3 separate regions of the Mus musculus genome follow, and regions 2 and 3 are each linked to region 1. A link is a contact called in public HiChIP or PLAC-seq and promoter capture Hi-C data. All regions are on one chromosome and are shown on one strand. Each heading gives the region's core, a stretch centred on a gene start, on an enhancer-like site or on the middle of the called end of the contact. The rest is flanking DNA. Distances are from core to core; before and after follow the strand shown.

Region 1 (4,191 bases), core at 457-2,956:
CCACCCTCTGGAGCAATTAGCTGTGCCATCTTCCTCCCTCCACCTTGGACCATATCTCCTACAGAATAGGAAATAAGCTTTAACCTCTGTAGTAGCTGCAGCTACAGTGCCTAGCTGCTGTTGTGTGAGACACACAGCCCAGACTGACCTTGGACACCTGATCCTTCAGCCTCCACCTCCCAAGTGCTAAGATTACAGACCTGCACTACTAACCCCAGCAAACACTGGCATGGAAGAATTTCTTAGCACAGCTGGCTGTGCCCAGCATGTTCATGGCACTTTCATTTGTTAATTTCCCCCTATTACTGCTAACTTGACCTCGTGGCAATTTACTCCCATGCTCTGGAGTCTCACATCACAGGATTTCAAGAGAGTCAGTCCCTTTTCCACCAACAGTGTAATGTTGGGCAAGAAAACCACCAAGTGGCCAGACACGCCCCTAATCCCATTACCCTGGAGGCAGAGGTGGGTAGACGTCAGTGTTTCCTTGAGTTCAAAGCCAGCCTGTTTACTTATCCAGTTCCAGCCCAACCAGTGCTCCATAGTGAGACTAAGAAAAGCCACTCGTGCCTCAGTTTCCTAGGTGCGAAAAGGGGATAGTAATGGCACCTGCTTTTTACAACGGATGATCAGAACCTGGCTTGGGGCAGACAGAAACGACTCCAGAGATTTACCGGCTAGATTAAGAGCACTGCTGAGAAATTGAGTACAGTGACTCAGGCCTATAATCCCAGCACTGAAGGGGTTAAGGCAGGAGGATTTTTCCGAAGTTCAAAGCCCCAGTCAGCTATAGTGTGAAATGGTCTCTGACACACCCATCACTCCTTTAATCCAAGCACTTGGAAGGCAGAGGTAGGCAGATTTCTAAGTTCGAGGCCAGCCTGGTCTACAGAATGAGTTCCAGGACAGCCAGAGCTACACAGAGAAACCCTGTCTCGAAACACCCCCCCCCCCCCAAAAAAAAAGAAAGAGCTGTAGTGTTTTCCTGAGCTGGCCACCAAGAAAACAACCATGAGCTTTCCACAAGCTCATCCTTAGACGCCAGAGTTCTCACTGTGTCAAGTCTCCCAGATGCCTCCCGCAGCAGCCTAATTAAAATGCAACTTCTCGGCACCTACGCCTCACTCAGAAAGTCAGAGACCGGAAAAGACTCAGAAAGTCGAGCTCCCGCAAGCGGGGAGGGGGTGGGGGGAGGGGGGGCAGCCAGGGTCAGCGTGGCCAACCTGTAGGTCGCCCTCCCGCAGGACCACCGATGCATAGAAACGGGTTTTGCAGGTTCTCCTTCGGATCTAGTCACCCCGGTGATCCTCGAGCCACTACGGGGACCCTGGCTGGATCCCCACGCGCGCGCGTACTCACCGCAGCCCACTTCCTAGGCTCTGAACGCCAGCAATGACCTCTGATCTCCGGGGGTGGCACCCTCGCCTGGCCTGTGGGGTGTGGCTGGGTGGCGCGATACCTTTAAATCGTCCCCAGCTAGGCCTTAGCCACTGCCCCCACCCTGCCCGGCTCAGGGCTGCTCAGACCTGCGGTGCTTTCCTCCAGGGCTCCGGGGAACTCCAGGGTGAAAACCAGACGCACTTCCTCCTCACCCTTGGTGGCCACCCTGGCTGGGGATTTCCGTGGCTCTTCTGTGCGTGACTTCCTGGACCCAGCTCCTCTTCGTGTCATTTACTGAAAGTTTTTACTTGAAGGCTCTTGGCTCTTACAAAACATTGAAAACAGATGTGCAGCCTGTGAGTTCCGCCTTAAGAGGCCTATCCCCACCCCACCCTCACCGCGCTTCCCTCCTGCAGCCTCCAAGTCCTTCACTGTAAAAAAAGAGCCACAACTGTCCGGAATATAACTGCTAAGTTAAAAAAGTAAGACGTTAGGAGGAAAAAAACCCGAGTAACTCTGTAAAAGTCTCTGGTTTCACTTTTTGTTTTTATCAAGAAAGAGAGCTGAAAGGAACATTTGTTAAAAACAAACAAACAAACAAAACAAAACACGTATGGATCTCAATTTCAGGTTATTTTTATTATTTCAAAGATCAGAACTACAGCTGCGGGTAGCAGCAAATGCCTTTAATCCCAGCACTCAGAAGGCCGAGGCAGGAGGATCTCTGTGAGTTCCAGGCCAGCCTGGGCTACATAGTAAGACTTTGTTTTTTAAAAATGCTAGAACCACACTGATTCTTGTATTTGAAAGGTGTGATTGTGGGCCGGAGACGTGGCTAAGCAATTAAAAGTACTTGCTGCTCTGGTAGAGGACCAAGGTTCTGCTCCCAGCATTCACAAGATGGCTCACAGACATCTGTAACTCCAGTTCCAGGAGATCCATTGCGGCCTTCTGGCCTCTTCAGGCACTGCACCTGTATTCGCACAGGCGTGAGGCAAAACACCTGTACACATATTTAATATATAAATACGTTTTAAAAAATATTTTGAAAGGGTTAGAGAGATGGCTCAGCAGTTAAGAGCACTGACTGCTCTTCCAAAGGCCTGAGTTCAAATCCCAGCAACCACATGGCTTACAACCCTCTGTAATAAAATCTGACTCCCTCTGCTGGTGTGTCTGAAGATAGCTACAGTGCACTTACATATAATAATAAATCTTTAAAAATATGTTTTTTTAAAAGTCTGGGGTTTTTGTTTTGTTTTGTTTTTTTTGTCCTGATCTGTTTTAGTGGTTTTTTTTTTCTTGTATTTTTGTTTAGTTTTTCCTTGTCAAATTTTGTTTTATAAACAGGATGAATAAATCTAGAAAAACAAAATTCCTTCTTTTAGCTTTTTCTCTTTCAAGGGAAGGTGCTTAGCTATATCAATGTTCTTGTAAAAACTTGACTCTTGCCAGGCAGTGGTGATGCATGCCTTTAATCCCAGCACTCAGGAGGCAGAGGTAGATGGATATTTGTGAGTTCTAGGCTAGCCTGATCTACAGAGTGAGTTCCAGGACAGCCAGGCTACACAGAGAAACTTTGTCTGCTTTCCTCCATCTTCAGCCAATTAGCATCAGACTTAAGGAGACATAATCTAGCGGTGAGAAACCTGCCCTGGTCAATCTAGAGATAAAATGCCTTATTGTGGGCTCAGCTGAGAGGGACCACAGTTCCAACAGGAGCTCTAGTAGAAGAACTTCGTTTGTGATCATATAGAGATTTCCACCTACTTTCAAGCCTCTATCTGAGAGCAGAATCACACCTGTGAGAGCAACAGACTCCCTTGCAACATTTGCACAATTTTACTGTGGGCCTTTATTATTAGTAGCATTAGCATTAGCATTAGCATTAGTATTATTAAGCAAGTTGTAGAGCCAAGCCAGTGATGTGGAACTTGAGAAGCTGGAGCAGTGGACAGCCTCCAACTGAGCCTGGAACAGAGTTAGACTATGCCTGAAAATAGATAGTACTTAAGATCCATTACTTTCAGCCAGGCAGTGGTGGTGCACGCCTGTAACCCCAGCACTTGGGAGGCAGAGACAGGTGGATCTCTGAGTTCGAGGCCAGCCTGGTCTACAGAGTGAGTTCCAGGACAGCCAGGACTGCACAGAGAAACCCTGTCTCGAAAAACAAAACAAACAAAAAAACAAAACAAAACAAAAGATCCATTACTTTCTGGATAAACTCTAATGTATATGAGCAGGGACAGTATATCTCTTGTTAGATGCTTTATTCTAGCATCAACAGGGTACCTGTACATAATAGCTGCTGAGCATCTTGATATCTTGATTAATAAATTGAGCTAACCAATCTTCTGGGTTTTCTCCATTCTCGACCTGCATTTAAACCTTCAGTAGTAGCTCACTAAATAGCCATCTAAAAATATTATTAATTTATTTTCAAGTTATGTGTATTGTGTGTTGTGTGTGTGTGTGTGTGTGTGTGTGCAGGAGTGCAATGCTCACAGAGGCCAGAAAGGTCAGCAGATGCCCTAGAACTGCAGTTATGAAGGGGGGTGTGACTGCTGGGAACAGGATTCTGGTCCCCTGCAATAGCATGCTCTCTTGAGTGCTGAGCCAGTTTCCAAACCTAAATAGGCTTTCAGACAGACATTATTAAGGAAACATTTGAAGAAAGTAGAGAGATGGACATATAACCTTCATTCACTCTGTTCAGCCAGTTATCTTCTGCTGTCAGTATGAAAGCCAGGCTGAATGCTCCCAGACCCTGGCTTGACACCCCATGACACATCCCAGGTGTTTTATTAAATA
Region 2 (4,313 bases), core at 744-3,243, 280 kb before region 1:
ATTAAGAAAGAAATTTAAAACTTTTTAGAATTGAATGAAATTGAAAATATAACATGCCTAAGCCCATTGGACACAATGAAAGCAGCTCTAAGAGGAAAGTTTATACGCAAAGTATCTACACACGCACACTCTCTCTCACACATACACACACACACACACACACACACACACAGAGGAGATGGAAAGAGCTCATACTAGTAACTTAACAGCACTGAAAGATCCAGAGCAGAAAGAAAGAAAGAAAGAAAGAAAGAGAGAGAGAAAGAAAGATAGGTGGGTGGGTATAAATAGTAGTCATCCCCCAAAGGGGTAGATGGCAAGAAATAATTAAATGTGGAGCTAAAATCAATCAATAAAATAGAAACAAACAAACAAAATACAATAAAAAGAATCAATGAAACAAAGAACTGGTTCTTTGAGAAAACCAGTAAGATTGACAAACCCTTAGCCAAATTAACTAAAAAGTGGAGATAGAACATCCAAATTAACAAATTAGAAATAAAAAGGGGAACATACCGACACCAAGGAAACCCATAGATCATAAGGACATGCTTTGAAAATCAGTACACAACCAAATAGGAAAACTAAAATAAATGGATAAATTTCTTGATCTATTCCACCTACCAAATTTAAACCAAGATAAGATAAGCAATTTAAACAGACAAATAATCCTTAGTATAATAGAAGCAATAATTAAATGTCTACAAACCAAAACAAAAAACAAAAACAAAAACAAAACAAACAAACAAACAAAAAACAGATAGATTCAGCCCAGAATTCTACCAAAAAAGAGAAGAATGTAAAACTGATACTTCTTAGATGATTCTGCAAACTAGAAACAGGAAAACATTACCTAATTCTTTTTAAGGGGCCACAATTACTCTGATCCCGAAACCAAAATAAACTCAATAGCATATATTTGGAGGATTTTTTTTTCTGTCATATTGCTTTTTGGGGCTTGCTTTTCTTTTAACTTTTCAGGTCTTTTGCTTAATATTGTGGTTTCCAATTTTTAATTTTTGTAGGATTTTTGTTAGTTCAAAGATATGTGTTTCTGACTCTATGTGTTTCTTGTGCTTTTTTTCAAGCTTATTTTATTAGCATGTTTGCTTGTTTGTTTAGTCCTATTCTGGTTTGTTTGTTTTTATTTTATCTTATTTTATTATTTTTAGATACCTGAATTTTTTCTAATATGAGTGAGAGAGAGGATTTGGAAGTGCAAAAGTCGGGGAAGAGGGTCTGGAGGAGTTTGGTGAAGGGAAACCATAATAAGAATATACTGTGTGAAAAACTATATTCTCAGAGAATGAATTTTAAGTATAAATAAAAAATAGACTTGGGGCTGGAGAAGCTAAGTGCCTAGGAGCATCTGCCGCTCTGCCAGCTCTCCCATTGGCTGAGGAGCTACCTTCCTTGAATTCCCCAGCTCTGCGTCTCTACCTAGATTTGGGGTCTGGGGGATCAAACTCACAGCAAGTACTTTACTAACTGCTCTCCCCAGGCATGTAGTTATTGCTTTAAAAGCAAGATATGGTGCTTAGAGGACCTATTTTTCTCACTTAAAGCCAAAGATGATGTTAGAATCCAAATCTTGTGTCATCTATTTTCATCTACAGTCTTCTGGAACATGAAGGCTCTCCCAGCCTGTACTGCACTCACCACCTTCCTAGGAATAACAAGAGCCCTCCACTCACCAAGCTACTTTCTACCAAAAAAAAAAAAAAAAAAAAAAAAAAAAAAAAAAAAAAAAAGTGATTTCCTGCTCACTTGCAGCAAAACCTAGCAGGCTCCATTGCAATGAGTTTCCTGGCTTTTTTGCAATGTGTTTCACGGTGTTCTAATTTCATTATTGTTGTGGTTTCTTTTCTCAATGTGTGTAAAGAAAGAGAAGCACACTGCATTTCCCATTAAGCAATTCTGTAACACTACAAAGGACAAGCAGTGATAACTCAGATGATGCTGACTCTGACACCAAGGTCCCCTCATGAAGACATTCCTGCAGAAGGCAATCAACAAAGAGGTTCCGGAGAACCCATGAGCTAGCTGCGGAACTCAGCTCTCCTGCCATGACAAACCATTGTTCCCTTACAGTCAATACAGCTATGCTTGCCCACATTCACAGAGCCTCACAAGACTAAACCCATAGTTAGCTTTCCTTGTAGAAGTAGATGGGGAGGGTCTCTACAACCCAGCCCTAGCTGCACATGACATGGAGTATACAAAACATGGAAAGCTAAGTAGACAGGATCAGGCTCCACTAATACCATTCAAGAGATCTTCTTCACCCATGCTCTGGTAGAATTTCTCAATGATGGGCTTGGGGTCATCCATATGCCTATAAGTAATTCCTCACCCAGGTCCCTATAAGTCTTACTAACTGGTTCATCATGCTGGACATGAATGGAGTTGTTTCTTTACTCCACCAGCTCTCAGCCTGTGAGCGACAGCTGATTTGGGCCCAGCATATCAAATATCTGAATTATGATTCATAACAATGGCAAAATTACAGTTATAAAGTAGCAACAAACTAATTTTATAGTTAGCAGTCACCACATGAGGAACTATATTAAAGGGTCTCCACATTAGGAAGGTTGAGAGCTACTGCTTTAGTCTAACTTTGACTCTGTCTAGGGTGGACAAACATTTCTTCACATCTCAGAAAAAGTAATACAACACTATGGAAGCTTCACGCTCCACTCACGGTAAAGTTGACTGAGAGCAGTGTGCTGCGGGATTTTGAGTAGACCTGAACTATAGGAATATTCAAGTAGATTGTATTTCACTAATTTTTGGCATGTCTGTAATATTGTGTAGTTTTTAACCTTTCAAGAAAAGGAAGAAAACAGACGTGTTCTCCATCCACTCAGTGACAGAGGAGAAAACTAAGCTGCATGTTCACCAATGGCAAGGACGGGGCTCATATTTGCATGCGTTGACTGGGGGGTCATCTTCTTTTGACTACGATTCCTTTCTATACAACAATCTCTGTCTTCAGTTTGTACTTTTGTTGCTGTTGCAGGTTGTTTTAGCCTCCTTTGCATGTGCACGAGCACACACACACAACTTAATGTATGGGATGTGTCTTTGGCTTCTATATAGTCAGTACAGTGTCTGTCCAAGTTAGCTCTGTTGTCAACATGACAAGGTTTAGAGTCATCTGAGCAGAAAGCCTCCATTGAGAATTGGCTTGCAGGCATGTCTGTGAGACACTGCCTTGATTCTTAATTGATGTGGGAGGACCCAGTCCACTGTGGATGGCACCATCCTTAAGAAGGCCATGTATAAGAAAGCTAGCTGAGCTTGTGACTGAGTGAGCTAGAGAGGTAGCCTGCAAGCAGTGTTCCTCCATTGTTTTGCTTCAATCTCCTGCTTTTCTCTGATTCCCTCCATGGTGGACCATGACCTGGAAGTGTAAGCCAAATAAACCCTCCCTCCCCAAGTTGCTTCTGATCAGAGTGTTTATCCCAGCAAGAGAGAGTCCACAACACTGACCAAGACCAAGGAGGCCAGAGGAGTGTATGTAATGAGATGATCACATGTTGGAGCGAAACAAGGAAATAAATCATAGCCTCGCTTGTGCCTTCTGTGCTCCCTGTGTTGGTGCCGATATGCACAAGCCTCTAAGGATTATGAAACCGAAAGCTTGGAGTTGGCACCAGACAGCAGAGCCTGGCTGTGCAGGCTCGGGATGTTTCCTGTGGAAGCTGAAGTCCAGTGCTGCCATCTAGTGATCATGAGCAGAACCAAGACTCTCCCGCCCTGACCTGCAGCTGGTCCATGCCCCACAAGCAGAACCTAGCCTGTGTGCCAACGCCTGTAAGCTGAGGCAAACACAGCTAAACCTGTTGACCCTAGGCTGTGCAGGGGTTGACCTAAGGTGGCCTGGTTCTCTTCTCAATCCACAGTTCAGCTGCTGGTGGCTTTCACCTCACAAAGGTGAACAGGGTGCATCTTTCTCTCCACATTTAAGTGTTTTAAAGCTGAGATTATGAATCACTGATGCAACGAGAATCAACAGAAAGAAATGATCAATTGTTGTACAATTAGGTCAAAATCTTGGGAGGGCAGGGCCTGATAGGTGTGTCTAGCAAGTTCCCAAGCCCCGTGTGCTCCCCGACTCTTTTTCAATAGCCCTCACTTCTGCTCCATTCTGAAATGACTGTTAGTGTAGTGCGTGCATGCGTGTGTGTGTGTGTGTGTGTGTGTGTGTGTGAGAGAGAGAGAGAGAGAGAGAGAGAGAGAGAGAGAGAGAGAGAGAGAGAGTCCAAATTACCTAGAGAGCTTGTTTTAAACAGGCACAGCTATCCCATGGC
Region 3 (3,963 bases), core at 309-2,808, 310 kb before region 1:
GTTCTCCTGGGAGCCAGGTGGAGATACTCAGATAATGAACATTTACCTCAGGCCCTACTCTAGAATTCTGCCATGTCTGGAGAAGTAGGAAAAACAGTAAAGTCCAGAATGGACTAGAAGACTGTAGAAGAAACGTACGGCCAGGTGCTTCCTTTTTAGCTCAGACCTCCATACCCAGCCTCTGCTTCTCCTTTGCTATGTTCATCACAAATTGAAAATATTCCTAACCTCTTATGTTCTAAACACTTTTGTAAAATACATTTTTTAAAAAATTCATTTTTAAAGTTCATTTTAGGGGCTGAGAATAAAACATAGTCTGTGAACTACTTCTTTCAAGAATGAAGAACAGGAGTTAGATCGTGAAGACAGGCAGGCAGGAAGAGAGCCAGTGCCCTGTGTCACCACATCATCTGGAAGCCTTCACTCACCCTCCTAGCACTCTGGGGATGTCTGAGACATCTATCTCCTTCTCTCCCTTGTCCTTTTGTCCCTGGATGTAGGCCAAAGTTTTCCACTTGCTGTGAGCCCACAGTTACTGATGGTCCAGCCTGGATTCAAATAGCAGGTTGATGAACTAGAGCCTGGTATAGGATGGGCTCTGTTTCTCTCACCATACTCATGGGCTTGAGTCCTATGCAAAGTGAGCATGTGCCTTTCCTAGTCTTCCAGCCTCTGCCTCTCCTGCAAAATTATAGCAATAGTGTGTTGCTCTGAAAGCTGTATGAGAATAGGGCATTTAGTTGTCATTAACATGTTTGAAACATTGTAAGTACAACAGATGTTAGTTTTCGTCTTAACTATCACTATCTTTGTCCTTTCTCTGGAAAAACCCACCTTATAGTGAATGTTTTAGTACATCTATAGCAGTCATGCCACACAGAAGCTGCTGTTTACGTATGTATATGGACGTGTGCATTTATTTAAAAGTGAATGTTCATGTTTTGTGTGTGCTGTAAGTGGGATTTGTTTGTTTGTTTTGTGACAGGGTCTCTAACTAGCCTGGAACTTACCAAGTAGACTAGGTTGACTGGCCAATAAGCTGCAAACACCCCCTGCCTGGCACAGACCAGGACCGAGATTATACTCATGTACCACTAAGTTCAGTTTTTTACCTGCATGCTGAGAATCAAATTCAGGCCCTCATGCTTGTGTGACAAGTACTTTCCTAACAAAGCCATCATCTCTAGATGCTGCTTTTGGTCCCCACACAAAGCCTGCTTTGGCACACGCTATCAGGCAGCAGTGGTGGCTTAGAAACAGAAGTCTTACAGGTGTGCCACCGCTTCCCAAGATGATCGCTGAACATTCTTAAAATATTGCCCCGATTAACTAGCACAACTTCCTCATTACACACAGACAGAAACTGGAAGACTGTAGCCCCCGTGCCAGCCACCTCACCCTGACAGTTTACAAAAGTAGCGATCCATCCTCTTGCTTTGTTGAATGACTCCCCCACTTCTAGGTTCCAAATCACATTCTAACATTGAAGAACTGTCAGAGTGCGGTTAGCTATGTTGCCTCATACTGCTTAGGCAGAAGTTGCTCAAGATGTAGCTTTATAAGGGACCAGACAAGAGCAGTGATTGGCAGGGGATGCTGTGAGCTTGAGGGCACTTGCCAGAGGGGCAGAGGAAGGCAGGAGAGGTTGTCTTGGAAGATAAGATTATGTTTCGCCTGAAGACACTTCCATTACTGATCTTCCTCCACACACAGCTTGCCAATGCCTTCCCAGTACCTGAACACCTGGAAGAGAAAAATATAAAAACTGCTGAGGTAAATGGGCTGTCTATCACAGTTGATTTGCCGGTGGTTACAGAATTCTGAGGGTGGCTTTCCCTTCTTAGTCTAGAAGGACAGAAAGAGATTCTTCGCATGGGTTTGCCAAGGCTCAGCATCACTTTCTGAGACTTGAAAGACTCCACGTGGTCAAGGCCTGGCCCTGGAAAATGTAGACATGAAGACAGCTGGGTGTTTTCAAGCCCAAGGAACACTACTGTCAGGCCAGCTGCAGCTGGAGCCTTTTCAGAGAGAATATTTTATTTATAAAATGAACTGAGTTGCCTACCTAATTTTTTCTCTTCCAGTATACCTGTAACCCAGTTGTTCCACGCTCTATAGGCCAGTGCTAGAGTGATAGAATACTTGCTGGTATCCCAACACTAAAAAAATGGTGGGGGCTGTGGGGAGGTCAAATTATGACCTGCCCACCGCTTCCTGTATGGATAGTTTTCTGCAGCCAAAAATACTTTCATATAGAGACGATAGATGGAAATGGGGGGTTATAATTAATTAAAATTAACACATTGTTAATCAGATTTTCCAGGACTGTTTATTAAACTTTGGAAGTTTAGCATCTCTCTTGTTTTATAGTATAAAAAAAGGCCACTTTTTTATGCAAGAGAATGTAATCACCAATTTCTTGTTCATAGTTTTCTTAGTATTGAAATTTCCGGAAAGCATAATTCTTGCTCTTTTCTCGCAATCATTTTTGTGCCTGGCACAGAAGCCCCTAAGTTCGTACTGAGGGTGGGCTGGGTTCACTTTGCAGGTGCCACTCCTCTAAGTATCACAATGACTGTGATGTTGGAGACAAAGAACAGTGCTGGGATTTGCCCACACCTGCCACATCTCAAAGTGCAAGCTCTGCTCTCTGTCACCTCCAAATAACCAGGTAGTCACATACGAAGCACAGTATATATACATAGGCTACACATGGCAAGGTAAAGAGACCTTACCATTGACTGGCATGTCAACACTTGTGAATGAGAGTGGCTTACAAGATCTTATCTTGGTAAATGAAATGCTGCTGTTGCCCCAAACATCTTTTAAATGACCAGTTCTCATTTGAAAGCCATTGCAGTAAGCCAGGACCTGTACTGTCACCTTCCCTTTGGTTCTTGAACCCTCCATTTCTCTGTGAGGGTGATTAAACCCTCTCTCCATTTAGTGAAAGAATTTTTAAGCAGAAAAGTCCTCATTTTTATAACTAACACTTCAACAGATATAAAAACAATAGTTAAAAGCCAGTACTGATTAAAACAAAAGCCATGCTGCGGACTGTATAGTAGCGGACTATATAGTAGAGGACTGTATAGTAGCGGGCTGTATAGTAGTGGACTGTATAGTAGCAGTTGGTGTGTGACTTGGATTCATTCCTCCCCTGTTGTAAGACTTTTGTTTTTTATTCAAAAATCCATGAGATCTCAGGGAATGCAGAGAATGTTCTATGGCGTTGTTCTTTCAAAATCAATCTACAAGTTATTTTAATTAAGTGAATTTCTTTTCGTGAGTGTGGGAGGGAATTGCATGCCACAGTGCACATATGGTAATCAGAACACAGTAAACTTGGAAGAAAGAGTCAGCTCTCTCCTTCTACTGTGTGGGTGGTGAGGTCAATCTTAGCTTGTCAGGCTTGACCCACTGAGCTATCCCTTCCCACAATTTCTGTTATTGTCCCTTGCCTGTCGGGTCCTGGTTTACATTCTGTGGCAACTTAGAAAGAATTGCAAAATGTCCGGAGCAATTTCACAGCAAGTACTCTGGTGTGTTTATTTTGATCAGAATTACCTACGAAAATTCTACAACTTACCAAGCAATCAATTCCGGTCTTCGAGGAATGCCACGATGGTTGCAGAGAAGCTTAAAGAGATGCAGCGCTTCTTCAGCTTAGCAGAGACTGGGAAGTTAGATGCAGCTACAATGGGGATTATGGAAATGCCTCGATGTGGAGTGCCTGACTCTGGTGATTTCTTGCTAACCCCAGGAAGTCCCAAGTGGACACACACTAACCTGACCTACAGGTGACATTCCTAGAGTCTGGGGATTCATCCACTCAGCTAGTGAGTGACAGTCTGTGACACCTCAGACATTGTTGCAGAACTTGGAAGCCACTATAGACCAATGAACAGATATCCTGCCCTTACCAAATTTGGAGGAGTAGAATGTGAGCTGGAAGCTAGCTTG

The links. Promoter capture Hi-C pulls out the DNA fragments that hold promoters and counts their contacts. HiChIP or PLAC-seq counts read pairs in DNA pulled down with a chosen protein or histone mark.
Region 2: a contact with region 1 is called in a promoter capture Hi-C map of pre-B cells, with 4 times the contacts expected there. The contact joins the enhancer-like site here to the promoter of Birc3 in region 1. A contact is called at or near these places in 11 of 39 promoter capture datasets (the C10 cell line, cranial neural crest, embryonic stem cells and 7 more), 1 of 15 datasets of contacts at CTCF or cohesin (embryonic stem cells), 6 of 484 Hi-C or Micro-C datasets (the C2C12 cell line, embryonic stem cells, extraembryonic endoderm stem cells and 1 more), 13 of 115 datasets of contacts at active chromatin or transcription factors (the 230-238 cell line, CD4 single positive thymocytes, bone marrow-derived dendritic cells and 6 more) and 2 of 9 other capture datasets (adipose tissue and embryonic stem cells).
Region 3: a contact with region 1 is called in an H3K27ac HiChIP or PLAC-seq map of bone marrow-derived dendritic cells, with 3 times the contacts expected there. The contact joins the promoter of Mmp8 here to the promoter of Birc3 in region 1. A contact is called at or near these places in 11 of 39 promoter capture datasets (the 3T3-L1 cell line, 3T3-L1-derived adipocytes, the C10 cell line and 6 more), 3 of 484 Hi-C or Micro-C datasets (the G1E-ER4 cell line, embryonic stem cells and erythroblasts), 4 of 115 datasets of contacts at active chromatin or transcription factors (bone marrow-derived dendritic cells, bone marrow-derived macrophages and memory CD8 T cells) and 1 of 9 other capture datasets (macrophages).

The regions. Positions count from the first base shown.
Region 1 is chr9:7,871,464-7,875,654 of GRCm38.p6, forward strand. It overlaps Birc3 (baculoviral IAP repeat-containing 3), which reads right to left and starts at 1,707. Exons shown (of 9, transcript NM_007464.3): 1 at 1,360-1,707.
Region 2 is chr9:7,591,733-7,596,045 of GRCm38.p6, forward strand. All of the region lies in intron 2 of Gm31751 (a long non-coding RNA gene), which reads right to left. Among named protein-coding and RNA genes, the nearest start is that of Mmp27, 22 kb to the left of the region's middle. Within about 2 kb of position 1,994, at least 16 of the 459 cell types and tissues checked have an H3K27ac peak or open chromatin away from gene starts, as enhancers often do. A contact at or near this core is called in pre-B cells and pro-B cells, where this site is marked.
Region 3 is chr9:7,556,871-7,560,833 of GRCm38.p6, forward strand. Mmp8 (matrix metallopeptidase 8) reads left to right here and starts at 1,559. Exons shown (of 10, transcript NM_008611.4): 1 at 1,559-1,773; 2 at 3,562-3,800. The coding sequence starts at 1,666. It overlaps Gm31751 (a long non-coding RNA gene), which reads right to left. Exons shown (of 4, transcript XR_379096.3): 4 at 302-1,743.